Linked DNA regions of Pan troglodytes: region 1 is linked to region 2. The links are chromatin contacts, called in public HiChIP or PLAC-seq maps. All regions are on one chromosome and are shown on one strand. Each heading gives the region's core, a stretch centred on a gene start, on an enhancer-like site or on the middle of the called end of the contact. The rest is flanking DNA. Distances are from core to core; before and after follow the strand shown.

Region 1 (2,967 bases), core at 330-2,829, 180 kb before region 2:
CCTCTGGTGAGCCCCCAGAGCCCCAGGAACCTCTCCTCTGCTACAGATTTGGGAGGCAGAGGACTATGATTACTGTGAGGGAGAAGCCATGGAGCAAAGCTAGCTGGGAATTCCCTGGCCACTGGACTCTGGAAATCTTAGGAATTACCTAAAAATTACCTCCAAGGGAAAAACAAAAAGCAAAAGTGAAGATTCCCCTACGAAGCACTAGGGGGAGACCCATCTCTGGCCTGGGAAGAGAAAGGAGAGACCAGGTCCAGAAGAATTTAGACTATTCTTCTAAAAAATGACCACCGCTAGACGGACCAAACCGAACCTGTGTTTTAAGAGGAAAGCTGTGATCACTGAGTCATAATGACGGAGCTGGAGAGTGCCACGTTAACAACCACCTGTCTCCCCACCTCCAGCCCAATGTACAGTTAACAATACTGGGGCTAGAGAGGGCCCGGGCCCAGGCCCAGGTTCAGAGATCCAGGAGTCCTCCTTATCCATGAGATGGGCCTGTTTCCATGGGCAAAGGTGCCTGTCAGGAACAACTACATAATTTGTGGGAACCAGTGCAAAAAGAAAACGCCCGGCCCTTTGTTCAAAAAGTAAGACTTTCAAGATGGTGACCGCAGAGCGTTAAACCAGACAAGGGTCCATGAAGGCTTGAAGCAAGCCTTCACGGGGGAAAGTGCCGGGAGAAAGGAGATCTCTCTTTGGGTCCCATGAGTGAACCATCCATACCAGGTTCCACTTAGGACATTTAGGGGAACTGGTATCTCCACAGTAATTACTAGAGCAGCTCTGGGGAACGGAGGGCTGGCTAAGGAAGAAAAGCTCCCCCAACCCTTGGGGCGAGGGAGCGTTCTCTCAATGGAGCCCCCCCCAACTCCCCACCACCCCCTACCAGTCTTCCAGGAAAGAGGAATACCCTACCCGTCAGGGCTGCGAAGGAAGGGGAAATCCAACCAGAGCGAAAGTCGCACGCGGACAGCTCTGCCAGCCCTTGGAGGCATCCGGCGGTCACCCACGGGACAAGGCGCGGCTGCGGGAGCGCGCGCGGGGCATTCCCAACCCGCGTCGAGCTCCGCTCTAGAGGGGGCGGCGGGCGGCGACAAGCCGGAGAGAGGAAGGGCCAAGGAGCACGGCCCTCCTGTCGGCACCATCAGCGGGAGAGTGGCGAGCGGACGCCTAGACGGAGGGGCCCTACTCAGACCCCATCGAGCCAGTTCCCAAGCTTTTCCCTCCGACCTGCTCCCTCCCGGGGCGCGTGAGGGTGCGGGTCGGGGGTGAACCTGGTGTTGGGGAAAGTGATTGGCAAGGGAAAGAGGCAGGGCTGAAGGCCTAGGGCCCCCAGCAGAAATGCGCCCTCTGAGCTGTACTGTACAGAGGCGCTCCTCTGCGGAATCCTGCAGCTGCTCCAGGTGAAGACGCCCGCAAATCCACACTCGCGCAGACGTCGCCTGGCACGGACCCTACCCCCTTCGGTCCGTCGGCGGTTCTCTTGGGTCGTCCTTCCTGCCACTCCGACTCTCCCCGCCCCCGCCCCGCCCAGCAGGCTGCGGTTCCTTTAAAGGCGCGCTGGTGTGGGGCGGCCCCTTCTCTCGGGGCTGGCTCGGGAGTAGCGCAGTCGCCAAAGCCGCCGCTGCCAAAGCTGCCGCCACTAGCCGGGCATGGCCATGGCGTCCCCGGCCATCGGGCAGCGCCCGTACCCGCTACTCTTGGACCCCGAGCCGCCGCGCTATCTACAGAGCCTGAGCGGCCCCGAGCCACCGCCGCCACCCCGCGACCGGTCCTCGCGCCTCTGTGTCCCGGCGCCCCTCTCCACTGCGCCCGGGGCGCGCGAGGGGCGCAGCGCCCGGAGGGCTGCCCGGGGGAACCTGGAGCCCCCGCCCCGGGCCTCCCGACCCGCTCGCCCGCTCCGGCCTGGTCTGCAGCAGAGACTGCGGCGGCGGCCTGGAGCGCCCCGACCCCGCGACGTGCGGAGCATCTTCGAGCAGCCGCAGGATCCCAGAGTCCCGGCGGAGCGAGGCGAGGGGCACTGCTTCGCCGAGTTGGTGCTGCCGGGCGGCCCCGGCTGGTGTGACCTGTGCGGACGAGAGGTGCTGCGGCAGGCGCTGCGCTGCACTAGTAAGTGTGAAGGCAGGGGAGGGGCGTGCGGGGAGACCGCAGTCTGGGGGCGAAGGACTGGGAGGGCCCTGGGGCAGGGAGAGAGGGGCCATTACACTCTTTGGCTCCAGGGGAGCCCCGAACATAAGGAGATAACAACCCCTGGGGACGGTCCGCTCCTTAGTTCCCTGCCCGGTATCCTTTAGTGCCTGCCCACTACCTAGGTATGGTTATGCGGTAGTTAACAGATACCTGTCTCCTGACAGGTGCGTGCCTTGGCCCTCCACACACACACACACACACACACACACACACACACTCACACACAGGTTGTGGGGGGTGGGTGGGTGATGGCCTCGGCGGCAAGGTCATTCTGTCATCTCCCTGTGCACCCTCATGCTTTTGTTGTGAGTTCTTGGGAGTGGGTTGTGAGACTGCTGTTGAGATGACCGTTTGACCCTTGCTTATTAGGGTTACTGACAAAACGCTTGTTTGTCCGCCCATGGTACAGGCTCAGACCTCTCCTCCAGGGGGACGTATTGGGACAGGGAGGAGACCTTGTTAGACTTTGGATAAAGGCAGGCTGTGAGGCTGAAGAGAGCCTGAAGTCACCCTGAACCCGTGCCCCCTCCTGCCTTTCACCTCTGGCCCCTCAAACCTTTGGACTCTGCTCCAATGTTTGGCTGTGCCCTGCCTCCTCCCCTTCCTCCTCCTGGGTTCCTGCCCTAGTCGTCATGCTCTAACATTACTCAGCTCCTGACAGGGTCCCTTCCTCTCCACAGCCCTCAGGCCCCTCCAGTCACCTCCTGAGCCAGGCGCTTCTCAAAGCCAGAAAACACTGGGCCCCCAGTGTATAGATTTTCTGAGCCAATC
Region 2 (3,143 bases), core at 576-3,075:
AACACCAAGCCATAGGGAGCCTCCAGTGACTCTGCAAAGAAAAAAAAGACCAACTCAGACTCCAGAGCAGCCCCACCAGAGCCTGAGCAGTTGGAGCCTTCCACCTTCCCACCCCTGCGTTCCTCTTGTCCTTGGGCATCTCCTGTGTGTGCTTCCGGAAGGTGATAGCAGTGCTATAGAAGTGGTGGAGTGAAGGTGTTTTCCTATCCCCGTGGCCTTAAATAGTGTCTTTGTCTTTGAAGAGTCAGGGGCATCTGGGGAGCTGTCTAACCGTATCTATCCTGTAGACTCGGGAGGAAGCTGCTGGCTGCTGTAGACAGAAGAGAATCCCTGTGCTTCGGGCTCCTAGGAAGGTGTCTGCCATCCTCTCTGTGCCACTGTTATCTGTCTTCTTCCCCACCAGATAACACCATCCACCGCTGCAGGGCTGAGCACGGCACCTTGTACATGGAGCTAAGCAGATGCTGCTTGAGAAGAGCATATGTTTGTGTCGGGGGAACCATGTCTCTCCTTGGTCCACAGAGCCCTGCCTGCCCCAGGAAAGGACAGCGTTGGGAGGGTAACTCCCACCCCTCACTCCTCCCCCTCATTCCTGCCTCCACAAGCATCTTCTGGGAAAGGTGAATGAGGGAAGAGACATTTGCACTTGTCCCTTACCTACCTAAGTTCTATCCCCAGTGGCCACTTCTGGGGGTGTTGTCTTCTCTCTGGAGTTTTGGGGGACCTATTAGGGGGCATGTGTGGCCATAGGTCAAGCCTCATTCTCTAACTGGCCTTACCAAGACTTAAGCTGAGGTTTTGTGTTCACCTGTCTGGGTCGCTTGCCATTTCTCAAATGTTCTGCCAGTCAGAGGTGGGAGAGGTCGGCAGGGATGTACTTGGTCATCTCGAACCCCATCAGAATGTGTGTGGAGGCCTCCTGGCAGCTTCTATGCAGGGTCCAGCTAGATCCCTGGGCTTTTCCTGAGATACACGGGGCTAACCCACTTCTTACGGATTAATTTTTCCACATCGGAAATCAGAAGCCATTCCCCAGGGCCTCCCCTTCAGTTTCATTATCTCCTTTGACTCTGCCCACAACCTTTGAAAAGGTCTCGCTGTTCTTCCCACGGAGAGAGAGGTGCAAGGCTTGCTCAGCCTCACACAGCCAATCCGTGGCAAAGGATGGCGGGAATTCAGGTGGCCCCAATCTCAACCCATCCTCTTCCCACCCTGTATCCTTTTTAGTTTATTTACATGAAAACATGTTCAAAGGTATAATTACTAAAGTGCTCCTGGTTACACAATAATACGTCTTTACTGAAAAACAATAAATTAATGAGAAAAGAGATGCAAAAAACCTCAGAGGAAAATGTTGAAGTTAGGGAAATATTTAATACGCCCGCCTTTGGCTCACACCTTTTCCTGGGATGAATGACCCCTGTGATTCCAGCTCCCCCCCACCCCCCCGAGGTCTCATCTAGCGGGATACCTACGAGCCATCCCTCTCCTTGGAAATACACCCCTCTCCCAATTCGCTGCCGCTAAGAAGCCCAGACAATTGGAGAGGAGTGGATTTTCCATCTGAATTATGCAGCTCCTTTGACACGCCTCCCCTCTCCCTTTGCATAGCCTTGGTTAAGAACTAGCATTTCTTCGTCCCCTCTCCCTGTCCCCTCTCACTGTCCCCGAGGCAGCAGCCCCTAGCCTACTCCGCGATCCTCCCAGCTCCCGGCACCGCGCGTCCTCCCCTTTAAGGCCCGCCCCTCCCCCCACGCCACGCCTCCCCAGGCCCCGCCCCCCGCCCCTCCCCTTTAAGGACCGGCCCCGGACGCAGACGAGGCTGTGACGCGGCCGCCGGCCCGGGGCTGGGTACATTGTCGCGCGGCCGCTTCCCCCCGGCCGGGCCCCCGCCGCCCCACGGTCCCCAGAGCGCCAGGCCCCCGGGGGGAGGGAGGGAGGGCGCCGGGCCGGTGGGCGCCAGCGGCGCGCGGCGGGACCCACGGAGCCCCGCGACCCGCCGAGCCTGGAGCCGGGCCGGGTCGGGGAAGCCGGCTCCAGCCCGGAGCGAACTTCGCAGCCGGTCGGGGGGCGGCGGGGAGGGGGCCCGGAGCCGGAGGAGGGGGCGGCCGCGGGCACCCCCGCCTGTGCCCCCGCGTCCCCGGGCACCATGCTGTCCAACTCCCAGGGCCAGAGCCCGCCGGTGCCGTTCCCCGCCCCGGCCCCGCCGCCGCAGCCCCCCGCCCCTGCCCTGCCGCACCCCCCGGCGCAGCCGCCGCCGCCGCCCCCGCAGCAGTTCCCGCAGTTCCACGTCAAGTCCGGCCTGCAGATCAAGAAGAACGCCATCATCGATGACTACAAGGTCACCAGCCAGGTCCTGGGGCTGGGCATCAACGGCAAAGTTTTGCAGATCTTCAACAAGAGGACCCAGGAGAAATTCGCCCTCAAAGTAGGTCTGGGGCCCGGGGAGGGGAGGCGGGGCCGGTCCCGGGCCCTGGAGCTCCACGGCGTCGGGTGCCCGCCCCGGCCTGGGTCGCGGCGCGGGGCGGAGGGGTGGCCGCGGCGGGGCGGGGCGGCCGGGCCGGGGGTGCCGAGTGCGGCGCGGGCGGCGGGTCCCAGCGCCCTCGCCTCCCTGACCGCTTCCGGCCGCTCCCGGGCGGGAGCCCTGGGACCCGCTCCCGGGGACTCAGGGGACCCTGCCATTTTGGGGTTTGAGCGGGATCCAGCCGAGTCAGAACGGTTGGCTTCGGGACTTCTGCTAATTTCACTCCATCTCAAGGAAGTGATTTTGGGGGTGGTGGTTCCCCGTCCTCTCCTCCCTCCTTTTTCTCTCTCTGCGGGCACAAAAGGCCCATTACTCATTGAGCCGGTTGGTCGGTTGGTTTGGAGAAGTCGGATCGCAGAGGTTTATTTAGCCTCGCTCCTTATTTGGGAGCCGGAATGTGTGATTTCACTTCCCCGAGCCTCGCGAGGGCAGCCGTGCCGCCTTGGGGCGCGCCGGGCAGGAGGTGTGCGGCGGGAGGGTCCTGGGTGTCCCCCGGCTGCGGGGGCGGGATTGTTTGGATCCCGGAGCTGGCCCCCTCCCACGCCCGCGCGGGGCGGCTGCGGGGAGAGGCCGGCGGTGTCTGCGGCCCGGCTGATCATTGTGAACAGAGTCTGTAACC

What was found. HiChIP or PLAC-seq counts read pairs in DNA pulled down with a chosen protein or histone mark.
Region 1: an H3K4me3 HiChIP or PLAC-seq map of stem cell-derived excitatory neurons shows a contact between it and region 2, with 2.4 times the contacts expected there. The contact joins the promoter of RASSF5 here to the promoter of MAPKAPK2 in region 2. A contact is called at or near these places in 1 of 1 datasets of contacts at active chromatin or transcription factors (stem cell-derived excitatory neurons) and 1 of 1 other capture datasets (stem cell-derived neural stem cells).

The regions. Positions count from the first base shown.
Region 1 is chr1:42,580,579-42,583,545 of NHGRI_mPanTro3-v2.0_pri, reverse strand. RASSF5 (Ras association domain family member 5) reads left to right here and starts at 1,579. Exons shown (of 6, transcript XM_016937460.4): 1 at 1,579-2,115. The coding sequence starts at 1,659.
Region 2 is chr1:42,401,068-42,404,210 of NHGRI_mPanTro3-v2.0_pri, reverse strand. MAPKAPK2 (MAPK activated protein kinase 2) reads left to right here and starts at 1,825. Exons shown (of 10, transcript XM_001164988.8): 1 at 1,825-2,428. The coding sequence starts at 2,150.